Regions from separate parts of the Mus musculus genome. Here region 1 is linked to region 2. A link is a contact called in public promoter capture Hi-C data. All regions are on one chromosome and are shown on one strand. Each heading gives the region's core, a stretch centred on a gene start, on an enhancer-like site or on the middle of the called end of the contact. The rest is flanking DNA. Distances are from core to core; before and after follow the strand shown. Region 1 holds the start of Hacl1 (2-hydroxyacyl-CoA lyase 1). Region 2 holds the start of Nisch (nischarin).

Region 1 (6,394 bases), core at 3,644-6,143, 430 kb after region 2:
ACTCATTTTCATGAGATGTGATAGCCATAAACTTCAAGGCCTGACTTCAGCATCTAGGTGTCTAAATGTTAGTTTTTCAAGAGATTGTGATTACTCTCTATGCTGTCCACATTACCAACTCATAACTGCTCCAGGATCTTGAGAATCAATAGGAGTTGATTTCTTACAGCTCATGTATGTCTTCTCTCACTCTTCTCTGAAGGGTTAACTTCTTTGTTTAGAGCCTGGTCTCATTACCTCGTAGCCCATGGTGACTCTCATGTCTGGGGCTTCCAAGTCCTGGCACCATTAGGTTTTTTGTTTTTCTGTATTGTTTCCTACTTCCCTAGTGTCTGCCTATGCATTCATTACTTAATGTCTTTCCTTGAGTTTGATTTGCCTTTCCTTTCCTGGTGTCTTGAAAAAAAAACAAAAAACAAAACAAACAAACAAACAAAAACCTGACAGCATTGGTTTGAAATCTTTACTAACAGATTCACTTCAGCTACTTCGTCTAAAAGGTATTTTATCTTACGAATTACATTTTTTTTTAAAGATTTATTTATTTATTATATGTAAGTACACTGTAGCTGTCTTCAGACACACCAGAAGAGGGCATCAGATCTCTGTTACAGGTGGTTGTGAGCCACCATGTGGTCGCTGGGATTTGAACTTTGGACCTTTGGAAGAGCAGTCGGGTGCTCTTACCCCCTGAGCCATCTCACCAGCCCACGAATTACATTTGATACTCATTTCATTGTCATTGATTTTAAAAAGTCTCCATTTTCCACTGTGATTTCTTCAGCCCATTTACACATTAGGGTCTGTAACGATGTTCGTATTTTCATTCCTCACACTGATAATCTATGTTTTCTCTTATCCCTCATCAGTTTGGCTTGATGTCTGCAGATAATTATATGGGCCAGTGAGTGTGGCTCCATTTTAAATGGGATTTTTCAGTTATCCCTGTTTCTGAGTGTGCTCCCACACAGTCAGGTTACACATTACTGTATGTCTTCAATTCTTAGCAAGCGAGCTGGTGACTTTTTTTTTTTTTTTTTTTTTTTTTTTTACTGCTGACATGGTTTTTTGTTTGTTTTGAGACAGGCTCTCATTCTGTAGCCCAGGCTGCCCTTGACTGCACCTCTTCAGCCTCGTGAGCTCTGGCATCCATCCGGGAGTCACCATGCCTGGCTGTTTTTCACCAAACTGTACTTCCCTCAGCTTACAAGGAACAGGGGAAACTCTAAGTTAAAGGAAATACAAGATGCCCAAGAAGAACACTGAGGGCACTTTAAAATTATTCTTTGTCTAGAACATTATAGACATTACTTGTTTTCTTTTTAAAAACAAGAGTAAACTGCATAAAAGGTTTGCTAAAATTAATATACTTAATCATATATTGGGAATAATTTTTCGCTTATAGTAGTAAAATACAAAACATGCAGAAAGAATACTCCTCTGGCATATGCCAAGCGATGAGAAATAACAGATTGCTGTTGTTGGTTTGGTTTTGTTGTTGTCGTTTGAGACAGGGTTTCTCTGTGTAGCCCTGGCTGTCCTAGAACTTGATAGGTAGACCAGGCTGGCCTTGAACTCAGAGATTCACCTGCCTCTGCCTCCCATGTGCTAGGATTACAGTTCAGGTATGAACTTCACTGCCTTATGAAAAATAACAAACTTTATTACCACTAAAAAAAAAAAAAAAAAAAAAAAAAACCCTCTACTTTTCTATCAAATTACATCCCCTCAGCACACATAGTTCTCAAGATAGATCTGGAGTCAAAGTGCTCTGACTCAGAGCCTAGTTCTCCTACATTCTACTGTGTGATTTTGAGAAATTACTCTGCACATTGGCTTTTTCATCTACAAAATGAATATAATTCAGAGCACCCCAAAGAGGACAAGGTCAGCAATCCCAGACATGTAAAATACTTAGAATATAGCTAAATCCCTGATAACCTCCTAGCTTCTGGCCACACGAATGTCTTGACTACTCTAAAAACCTGACAGACAACATATAAAGCAATCGCCAAGTGCACCTTTCTCTTTAGCACAAACCTGTGCCTGAGTCTTTCTGAGCACTTTTGAGTATTCCCTTTGAAAACTCCATCGTTATACCTGCCATCTTCCCTTGTAAATGGTCCTCCTCTCTCTATTCTAAGCCTCAGTCAGTAGCCATATCATCTAGTCATGTAAGCCGCTAACCTAGGGGTCACCTCTAGAAGAGCTAACCTTTCCCTTCCTAACAGGCCATGCCTACTCTTTCTTCAAGATAGCTCCCTTATCATCCTCTGTGGGATGCTCTCTCAGAAGACTGTATGGATTTGTCTGTTTATTCAAGTCTGTTGTCTTTGTACCAGGGAAACCCAGAGCACTGGACATGTTAGACAAGTACTCTACCACTGAAAGATAACCCAAGCCCTCCATGGTCTCAGCTGACCAGGTTGGCTCCAAACCTGAAATCTTCTGTTTCAGCTGAGTAGCTACAGGGACTGCAGTTGTGAGCTGCAGATTTTCCATCACCATCCTTTGGCCTAACTACCCACTCTCACAGTTTGCCATGCCTTTAAGTTATACTGATGCAGCAAGGACAAGCCATCACCTCTATGAGCAATCTTTCCTGTCCCAGTGAGGACAGCCAGTCACACACTGTGTGTGACTACTCTCCCTTTTATGGATTCCTTTTTGAGGAGCTAAATTATTTCAGACTGTCTTTTTGTGTCTTACCCTCATTTCCCCCAACTCATCAACTTGGAGGTGAAAAATAAACCTTATATCTTCTTTATATCCCTCTCTTCTGCCGCGTATACAGTCCACATCATGCATACAGTACATACTTAGTGCATGTCTACTGCATGAAGAAGAAACAACGGGCAAACATACTCAAGAAAAATAGTAAAATACAGATCAGCACCTATCCTTTCTCATGCAGGTAAAAGAATAGAAGGTTATTCCACATAGGAAAACTGAGAGGTAAGGGTACAGCTCAGTGGCAGAGTGCTTGCTTTAGTGTGCACAAGGGCCTGGGTTCAATTCCCAGCACTGGAAAAAACAAAGAGGTAAGGGAATAAAAGTGTAAACAACACAAATTAATACCTACCAGTTTTCTGATTAAAAACACTCCCTATAACTTTCAAGCCTTATTGATAAAGGTCTTTCAATTAGCAAATAGTGTAGTACACACCTAGATTACATAGAGACCTCAAGTCAAGTCAGTACTGTGGGGATTTGAAAGCAAATGAGCCACACCCAATGGAACTCACATCGGATGGCAGAGAAAAGGGGTCAAGAGCGTGGATCAGGACAGCAGTGACGGCAGCAGAAGGGACAGCTGTGTGTGTGTGGGGGGGGGGTGTGAATCGTGTGTGCCACCCATGAAGGTCAGAAGAAATCGTTAGATCCTTTGGAACCAGAGTTATGGGAGGTCGGGAGCCACCACGTGGATGCCAGAAATCAAATCCTGGTCTCTGAAAGAGCAACAAGTACTATGAACTGCTGAGCTAAGTCTTCAGCCCCAATTCTTAATCTTTTAAATTATTTGTGTGTGTGTGTGTGTGTGTGTGTGAGAGAGAGAGAGAGAGAGAGACAGAGAGACAGAGAGACAGAGAGACAGAGAGACAGAGAGAGAGAGCGCCTGTCTGTGTGTGTGTGTAGGTCCAAAACAATTTAACTCAGCCTGTGTGTGTGTGTGTAGGTCCAAGGACAACATGAATCATAAATCAGAAACCGCCTTCATTTTTCCATACAGGCCCTGGAGATTACACTCAGGTTATGAGGTTACGTGGCTTTGTAGAACTTCACTGAACCACTTCATCTGCACCAGATACTTGATATTTTTGCCTGGATTGCTAAGAGAGGGTAATCCTGGGCTGCCAGAGAAAATACTTTAAGTGGGTTCATAAAATGTCCTTTGGTTTTCCCTCTCCCAGGTAAGACCCCAAAGGAGGGAGGCATAATGCTGAGGGAAAGCACCAAACTGGGGTTTGAGAGCCCTGAGTTCCAATGACGGCACTGCCGTCTATAATGTCTTCCACTTTATGTTGCATGAGTCCTGGCCTTCAATCACTAATCACTCTCTGACACCTGTCATGTACAGGAACTACATCAGATGCTGGCAATACACTTACCTAGCGATGAATCAATATGCCTTCTCTGCTAGAACTAACAGTCTAGTAGTGAAGTAAGACTACCCCTTTCGATTCTGATATTTGGATGTGGCAGAGTACACTACGGTAGAAAGGTATAAGCATAGCTCCAAACTCAGAATACCTGAGTTCAAATGCCACTACCAAATGACTCGCGTTGGGCAAGTTTAACTTAGTCTCTCTCTTCTCATTTTCCTGTCAAGGAGGATTAACAGTGGTACGTGCAATGCTTTAGAAACGATGGGACGCTGTGTGCATCGAATGGCTGCCATTTGGTCCCTGTGTCAAGACTCACCGCTTGCTCATTCCGCATCCCAATGTACTTGATGCCCAGTTCCTGGGCAGCAAGGGCGATTTCGGTCACGGGGATGCCTACGACACCGAACATGTACTCCACATCCTGAGGGTAGGAGGGAAAAGGGGCAACAAACAACTATCATCAGGTGACCCAGCCTTCTTGCCCTCCCGGGGGGTCCAAAGGAAAGACCTACAGGACCCCCGCCCCCGCCTCCTTGCCCTCCGTCTCTAGGACAACGCGAGGTCCCCGTCTGCTTCTGTAGAGCCTTTCACACCCGAGGGATCCATCGTACTTGAGTTTTTAGAGCCTGGGCGATGACTTTAGCACCAGACACCTGCTCCTCGCTTCTGTCGCTACCCTCTGCGGAGTTACTTTCTGGCATCTTCCACCTAAAGTTACTTCAAGGCACTCTCGCAGCTCACAGCTTCACTAGCCTAAGAGTTGTTGTTGGTGACACCCGCTTCTGACAGACAGGAGGGCAGCCCAACGGATTTAAGCAAAGGGGAGAAGGGGCGGGACAAGAAGTCAGTCCTTGGTGAGGCGATCATGTAAGCACGCCCATTCTCCAGTCAGTCTTTTCCGGACTCCGCCATCAGCAGGAGGCGGGACGAGCCGGAGGCCGCGTCCTATGCGAAGCAGGTAAGAAACCCAATCTCTGAGGATGCTCGCCTTGGTTTTGTCCTCCACTAGGGTAGCGATACAGCTCAGTCCGGTATGGAGGGGATGGCACATCTGGAGGGTGACTGCAGAGACCAGGCGAGGAGGGGGCGTGGCCCCACCGCGCCTCCCCGCCCTCGCCGGGGCTTCCCGCTGATTGGAGGCAAGCTACGCAAAGGCTGCTGGGACGCGGGTAACTTGGAGAGTGTAAAGTTGGAAAAAAAACAGGCTTTTGGGTACAGTGTCGTGCTCCTGTGCCCTCTGATTTTATAACTCTGTGGTTTTGCACCCCACATCATGTGCACGTTCCAGAAGTCTGTGAGCAGAGGTGTATTCTTAATCAGAGATGACACCAAAATTGCTCAAGAGATAAACTTATTAACACCGTAGCTGCTCCTGCCCTCTGCCTGGTTTATATTTACTTATTTTGTTCCAGTTGGGTATCACTAAGGTCTGTTAGAGCCATTGCTTAATAATTAATGTATGATTGCTTAACTTTTACCAAAGTAATAGTGTTGGTTTTCTACTTACTGGTTCATGGATTAGCCTGCTTGACCCCTGGCATCGCGTGCTTTGTAGACATTAGTGGATTCTTGGCCCCTTAACACCGATTGCTTTCTCAGAATTACTGGCAGAACACTTTATGAAGGGCAAACTGGACCCTGATGGGAACAAATCACTGTGATTCAGATCGAATGGGCTTTTGTTTGTTTGTTTGTTGGTTGGTTGGTTGGTTGGTTTATATTTATTAAGGATCAGTCTTCAACTGGCCATTTTTGCCATTTGGCAAAGAGAAAACTCATTGAGCTGGTTATTGCCTTCGCCTAGCAGTTCAAGGTACAGCGGGCCTTGCTTCCCTTGCCTGTAGAGATTAAGCAGAAGTGACGTGACTGTCTTCCAAGTGCAAAGTCACTGCTGTTCCATCCAACTTCAGTGTAAGGATCCCAGGCGCTGTAATTTATACAGAGCACTCTGTGTGGACTTGGAATATGTTAATCATACTCCCTGTTATTTTTGTTGGCAGTATGCTTAAAATGTTATTTGTTATTTTGGTGAGATTTGGCATCGTAGCGCCAGATGTGGTGGCTCACATCTGTAATCCCAGCACTTGGAGGCAGGAGCATGTCGACTTCTGCGAGTCTGAGACCAGCCTGGGCTACCTAGTGAGTTTCAGGATAGCCAGGGCTATGTAGAGAGACCATGTCTTTTAATTACTCAAAGAAAGAATAAGTCATAAAAGCAATACTAGTGACTGACCCTAGGACTTTGCACATATTAGTCAAGCACTCTACCACCGAATTATATCTCAGGC
Region 2 (6,508 bases), core at 1,325-3,824:
CCTTTGCCTCCCAAGTGCTGCTAGAATTAAAGGTATGTGTGGTATAACCCTGGCCATGAATAAATGTTTTTAAAACTTACAAGCAATAGATGTGGAGGCAGTTTTGCCCTAAAATTAACATGTGGCACAATGGAGACTTGGCCCACAAGCCCCACCCCTTGAGATACAGGTGCCAAGGTCTTCAGATTACCTTTTCATGTAGGTCATGAAAATCACTGTAACGGTGTTTGATCGTCCACTCATGGTTGCCATCGGTAACCTGGATGACATAAACCTAAAGGGAAAAATGATTTTTTGTGACAAGAGAACCCCAACTCACAATAGCTGCAAGGTACTCAGTCCCCACTCCCCAAAAAGCCAGAGTCAGGCATCCTTGCACACCCACTGTGCACCCAGCTTTCCTCAGCCTCCTTGACAGCCCTGTAAGGTCTGGAGAAGAGCTCTGGCTCCCATTATCAGGAAGGAATGGTATGGGTGACTAGCTCCACACACCTCCTTAGATTTTTTTTTTTTACCTCCTGTCTCTGTATAACTCAAAACCCAACTTGTGCTATAGGCAAGGCTGCCCCTTCCAAGGGAGGCAGAGCAGAGCCCAGTGAGGCAGCACCAGTGTCTCTGCTATACATCTTTCCAGGAGCCCTAACTCCATCCTAGAAGCAAGGCCTTCAGTCAACCTCTTCCACTAGCTGTGGTTTTGACTTTGGCAGCTGAACCAGGAGGCAAGGCATCACCAGGCTTCCAGGGGCAGCGGTGGCTCAATCAGCCTCAACAGAAGGCGATATAGCTCTGGTGGTTAATCGTCCACCAAAACCTGGGTTCAAAATCTGGCTATCCCATTTCCTGGGTGTGGCTTATGTGCCACTTATGTAAGTGACTGGGAACCTAAGCTCTCTCTGGGCCTCAATTCCTCCATTTTAAAACCTGGTGGGCCAAGTAAAGCAATTAAGTGTAAAGGCCTAACACGGAACAGAAGATAGATATGTTAGTCACATTCCGTGCATCACACCCAGTGACAAATGAGGATGGTCAGTTTGGATCATCACCTTGCTCCTGACACTAAGGGGAAGGACAAAGAGCCTCTACTGACTGCAGCTAGTCCTAGGTGAGTGACCTCATTCCTTAACTAGATCAAGCCCCACGGTCCTAGCTTCCCTTCCTCGGCCTGGAGCACGGAGAGGTTAGTGGGAACAGTGAACGAGGCTGATTCCTGACCCCAGGAGCAGCCATTTCTCCAGAGCCAGCCTGTTGCTCTAAAAGGAGCCGCTAGCGGCTTCTCTTCCTTGCAGCGGGGAGAAAGAACTAGATAGAGGAATCGCCCTCAGGATCCGGTATTAGGGTGGGAGCCAGTGGGGTGGGGCAAAGGCAGGCCCGAGGCCCTTACCTCTGTCCACCCTCCAGGGAACAAAGGACAAGGAGACGGGAGGTGCTCAGTGGGCCCCCACCACAGTGCAAGTTTTCACCTGGCAGGCTGCCCACGAGGCTCTCGGGCCTAGCATCCAACCCTATGCAGGCCCAAAGGGCGTCTAACGCCATCACAGAAACTACCCTCCTTTTTTGTTGGCTTTCCCTTGTAGCCTACAAGGATACATTAGAAGCTCGTGTCCCTCTCCCCTAAGCCGTGACGTCCCCTAAGGTTTGCAGGCCCTGTACTTCGGCCTCGAGGTAACTTCTGTGTTCTGCACGGCTGGGATCCATTCCTTTCTCCCCAGACCCCGAGGGCTCATTTTTCCATCCACCACCCCCCCCCACACACACACACACGCACGCACGCACGCACACACACACACTTCGCAGGGCTGATCTGGACTGCGACTAGTGTTTGGTTGGTGGGGGTGGAGATCGGGATCTGCTGTCTCTCCTTCACCACCTGATGATCTCTAGCCCTGGCCCTTGGTCCCATCGACCAGAGACCACCCCTTCCGCGTCCCCTTCCTCCCAGACTTCCCATGAAGGTCTCTTAGGCTGGCATTCTTCCTTGCCTGGAGGATCCAGAGGGCCTCCATCTCACCATCCCCTCCTCCCCCACCCTCTGATTGCTCCAACACAAGTCTCCTTTTCTGGTCGCGCACCCTTTCCCCAGCCCCCCTTCCCGCGCCCCGCCTAGATCCTCCTCCAGAACCTATGCGACCCGGCCCTTCCTCCGAATCCCCCATTTTTTTCGGGCTCCCTCGTCGCTACCTCGCAGAACCTTCCACGCACTCATCGAATGTGCTACCCAGGCCCCCCCCACCCCCCACTTCTCAAAGCCCCTGGGTCGAGAACTCCGGGTTCCAGGCGCTAAGCCCGCTCTGGACGCTCGCGGCCCCCCAGCACACCGTGTACGTGTCCACGAGCTCAGAACCCACGACGCGCGCCTCCTTGGCAGGCTCGGCCTCCCGCTCAGGGCCGAAGCTGAGTGTCGCAGCCGCCATGTTGCCGGCTCCACCGCTGCCGACGCCCGGCGCAGAGTGGCAGCAGCAGGGGGCGGGGTCAGCGTCCCACCGCCCCCCAGCCCCCGCTGCCCCCCGCCCGCGCCCGCGACGCCATCTTGGCCCCTCGGCCTGCTTGCGTCCTCGCCCCGCCCCTTGCCCGTAATTGACAGCACAACCAGTGGCACGCATGCGCAGCTCCTGCGGGCTTGCCCAATTTGCTTTCTGTATACCTGTGCGGCGTTCTGTCCCCTCGGGCAGTTGTGGTCATTGTCCGCTGGGCTCACAGCAGGGAAGGGCAGAGGCCATGGGCCTTCGGAACTCTCCGAAGTCACTCTGCTTCGCTTGGCCTCAGTTTCCAGAGGGGACATTAATAGGGTCTCGCCTGGCTGTTGGGTTCATTCCCTGTGTAGCAAGAGCAAAATGAATAAGACTAGACTTAGAGATGGAACAAGGACCAGAGGGACTCTCCGACACTTGGGGGGTTTGTTGTTAAAAGTACTGGTGGAGAATTGATTGTGGTGATTCTGCAGTGCTCAGTACCCCACGGGCTTTCCCCTGGCAGTGTGCTAGGCGGCACACTGGTGTGTTCAGGGAGAGCTTATATGCAGCAGACGTGCAGGTGGATGGAAGAGATATGCGCTGTCCATCTGGTTTCCCAGATGACATCCTGCAAGAGCTCAAGGTGAGGAGGAGACAGACTAGGCCTTGGACACAAGAGCGTGGCTGAAGAAACATCCATAGGGAACAACCATAGGGAAGACTTAGCTGGAGAAGAGATGACCCAACCGGAGGAGGAAAAGAGAGAATCCTGATAGACATAGGGTTCTTTAGGGACACTTGTTGACTCACAGAATGCAGCTGACTCAAACCCGAAGTGAACACTGATTGTTGTCCTTGAAAGATGGAAGGTTGCGGCGTGGTAGATCCCGCTGAAGGGCTTCAGGCCAGCCTATTCTTTGTGGGCCAGTGACTTCTTCCATTACCAGTGTCATATTATACTCTGAACCTTGCATAGGAAGTGTTTCTTGGCAGGACTTACACTGCCAGCCTCTGTTGGCATGCTACCATCTCTCAGGGGGTGTAATATAAGGTAGGGATTCTCCGGTCAGCTTGACCTCAGGCAAGTCACTGTGATTCCATAGAAGACCGAACTGTTTACTTCACATTTCCTGTGTGCTCATATTTTCATTCATTCAGGAAACTTTTTCCTGAGGTTGTTGAGGATGTGTGTGTGTGTGTGTGTGTGTGTGTGTGTGTGTATTGCATTTAGGTGCTTGCTCCCAAACCTGAAAACTTGAGTTCAGTCCTGGGTTCCTGGGAACCTAGGTAGCAGAGAGAGATAGATGACTCCTGCAAGTTGTCCTTTGACTTCCACATGCACTCATAAATAAAAGCAATACATTCTTTTTTTTTTCTTGAGACTTCCCTGGGGGTGGGGTGGGGTCTGGGGAACAGATGGCAAGAGACCTGGTCCTTGCAGTCCTTCATAGCTCCTGGCCCTAGGCAGATGATACAGGGACTTTGGCCAGCCTGAGATTACAGGGACCAGGGAGGGGGTGGAGGATATTCCAGGCAGTGGTGGGCTGGGCTGGGAATGTAGCAGGAGGTGGAGGGAGGCAGGGCTATATAAGCCCAAGCAGAGGGCTGGCTGGCTGGCAACCCCAGTAGCCTGTCCTGTGAGCTGTCGCCAGAATGGATGACATCTACAAAGCTGCGGTGAGAGATGAATCTTTAAGGGGTTAGGGTGGGTAGGTCCATTGGGGTTCCCTTAGCTAAGGATGGAGGACAGGGGTACACTAGGGAAGTGATGGGGGACTCAAAAGGGTCCCCACACACCTGTAACCCAGCCCCTTGAGCTGACATTTGGGGGATGCAGAAAGGGTAGCAATTCAGGGGTTTGTCAATGTGGCTAGGGGTATGGTCTCAGCTTTCAGCATCCTGTGTCTCCCTCTGTTTCTAACCTGTCACTGTCTTGAGTGTATTTGTGTTTTTATTCTTTAGACATCTGTTGGTCTTTCACAAGGTCTTTCCATCTCTGTTCCTTCCTCACGATGTCTCTGAGTCTTTGTCTCTCTGTGTGTCTCCAGGTCTGCGCCCCGCACCCCCTCCCAAGCTTCCATTTCTCACAATCTGCTTCTTACATACTCAGATCTGCCTCTCTCCTCTAGCCCCTGAGCTGGATGAGGAGGCTCTAGAAGGTGGGAGGGAATTGTGAGAGGGCTGGAGAACTTGAGTCCTGGGATGGGAAAGATGCTTTGAAGGTACAGGCCTGAGGAGAGGGAGGGAAGAAGGAATGGCTTGTTGGAACCTCAGTCCCTGGCAGGCTCAGGGGTTAGGTAGGAGTTGAGAGTGATAAGAGTCAGGGTTAGAGAACAGTGACCCTAAGACTGTTCGATTTCCTGGGGACGCTGAGGGACTTTTGATATACCTGCTTCAGAGACAAGAAAATCCTAGCAAACAGCTGTTCTCAGGAAATTCTCTCCCAACCCCCGGAATATGGCCCCACTTGTGAGCAGGGAAGGGCTGCAGCTGGTTCCTATGGTATCCTTGGCTATCTTGTAGGAGTCTGTGGAGCTGGAGTAGGGGGGTGGCCCTCCACCCAGTGCCCATACAAGGCCTGGCGGGGCTGGGGACTAATTTTGGCTCCTGAGGCAGCACCAGTAGGCCAGGGGGGCAGATAACACTACCCCACCCCCTGCATACCAAAGTCCCCAGAACAATCACCAGGTTTAACTTTGTCCCCCTTTAAAAATAGCTCAGTGGCCACCCTGGTCAGGTTACAGTGGGTGGCTTTGCTCGCCCCCACATTCGTTTTATTGTCTCAACCTGAGGGACAGCTGTCTCTCAGGCCATGCAGCTTAAGTTTCATTAGGATGACATAAAGGACATGCAATGGTCAATGACTATTGTCACTCAGGACACCTTGGTCCTGGGAGGGGTGCCTGCCTGTCACCTTGGCCCTAGCCCAGCCTCTGAGAAACCATCTGGGTCACCTTAGGGCAGGGAAGGAGGACTTTGTAACCTGGGAATATATTCTCCTTCTGTTATCATTCTTCCCACCTGTAGAATGGGGTCAGTCTCTAAGTCTGCTAAGGCCTGAGCTTGGGTCCTGAGGTCCTGAGTTCCCCTCTTCTCTCTAGGTAGAACAGTTGACAGAGGAGCAGAAGAATGGTAAGTGTCTCCCATTGAGGGGACAGCAGGGCTGGGGGGGCGTAGAGGGGGGACGCCTTTCCAGGAATGAACCCCAGATTAGAGGCTATAATCTGAGGGTTCTCCTTGCTGTGACCTCAAAGAACTCTCGAAGGGAGGTGGACAATTTCCTGGTGGCCCCAGGGACCTGGATTCCTAGTGTCCTCCTGGCTGCTGATCCAATCTTCTCACCCTCTGTTGGACCCAGAGTTCAAGGCTGCCTTTGATATCTTTGTCCTGGGCGCGGAGGATGGCTGCATCAGCACCAAGGAGCTGGGCAAGGTGATGAGGATGCTGGGCCAGAACCCCACACCTGAGGAGCTGCAGGAGATGATTGACGAAGTAGACGAGGATGGTGAGTCCCTTCACCCACTCCAGTCTCCACACGTGTATGTAGCACCCTGGGTTCACTGGCCCAGGAGCTACCTCCCCTCCATATCTTCACCATCTCATCCAGAAACTTGGCAAGTAGCTCATACTGTGATTCCAAGAAGGCTGAGGTAGTAGATCTGCTGTGAGTTTGAAGTCAGTCTGATTGGGTCACATAGCTCTCTATGGTCCAGTCCATCTTGGACTGCAGAGCAAGGTTCTATCTCAAACAAGAGGAGTGGGCAAAGGAACACACTAGCCCTATAGTGTGGGGAGGAGGGGGGGGGGCGTGGATTGCTGGAATGCTAACTGTTCTCTCTCCGGCCCTGCTGCCTACCCACAGGCAGTGGCACAGTGGACTTCGATGAGTTTCTTGTCATGATGGTTCGGTGCATGAAGGACGACAGCAAAGGGAAGTCTGAGGAGGAGCTGTCGGATCTCTTCCGCATGTTTGACAAGTGAGGACTTGCTTGGCTTCTGACCCTGGCCCAAGCAGAGAGGAGAAGGGGTGGTTTCAGCTGGGCAGTGGTGGCGCACAC

The links. Promoter capture Hi-C pulls out the DNA fragments that hold promoters and counts their contacts.
Region 1: a contact with region 2 is called in a promoter capture Hi-C map of neural stem cells. The contact joins the promoter of Hacl1 here to the promoter of Nisch in region 2. A contact is called at or near these places in 5 of 39 promoter capture datasets (cranial neural crest, liver, neural stem cells and 1 more), 1 of 484 Hi-C or Micro-C datasets (CD4 T cells), 1 of 115 datasets of contacts at active chromatin or transcription factors (memory CD8 T cells) and 1 of 9 other capture datasets (liver).

Annotation. Positions count from the first base shown.
Region 1 is chr14:31,636,072-31,642,465 of GRCm38.p6, forward strand. Hacl1 (2-hydroxyacyl-CoA lyase 1) reads right to left here and starts at 4,894. Exons shown (of 17, transcript NM_019975.3): 1 at 4,718-4,894; 2 at 4,423-4,527. The coding sequence starts at 4,807. It overlaps Btd (biotinidase), which reads left to right and starts at 4,986. Exons shown (of 4, transcript NM_025295.4): 1 at 4,986-5,064. The coding sequence starts at 5,054.
Region 2 is chr14:31,204,252-31,210,759 of GRCm38.p6, forward strand. Nisch (nischarin) reads right to left here and starts at 2,575. Exons shown (of 21, transcript NM_022656.2): 1 at 2,316-2,575; 2 at 191-274. The coding sequence starts at 2,411. It overlaps Tnnc1 (troponin C, cardiac/slow skeletal), which reads left to right and starts at 4,061. Exons shown (of 6, transcript NM_009393.3): 1 at 4,061-4,127; 2 at 5,552-5,582; 3 at 5,809-5,955; 4 at 6,313-6,427. The coding sequence starts at 4,104.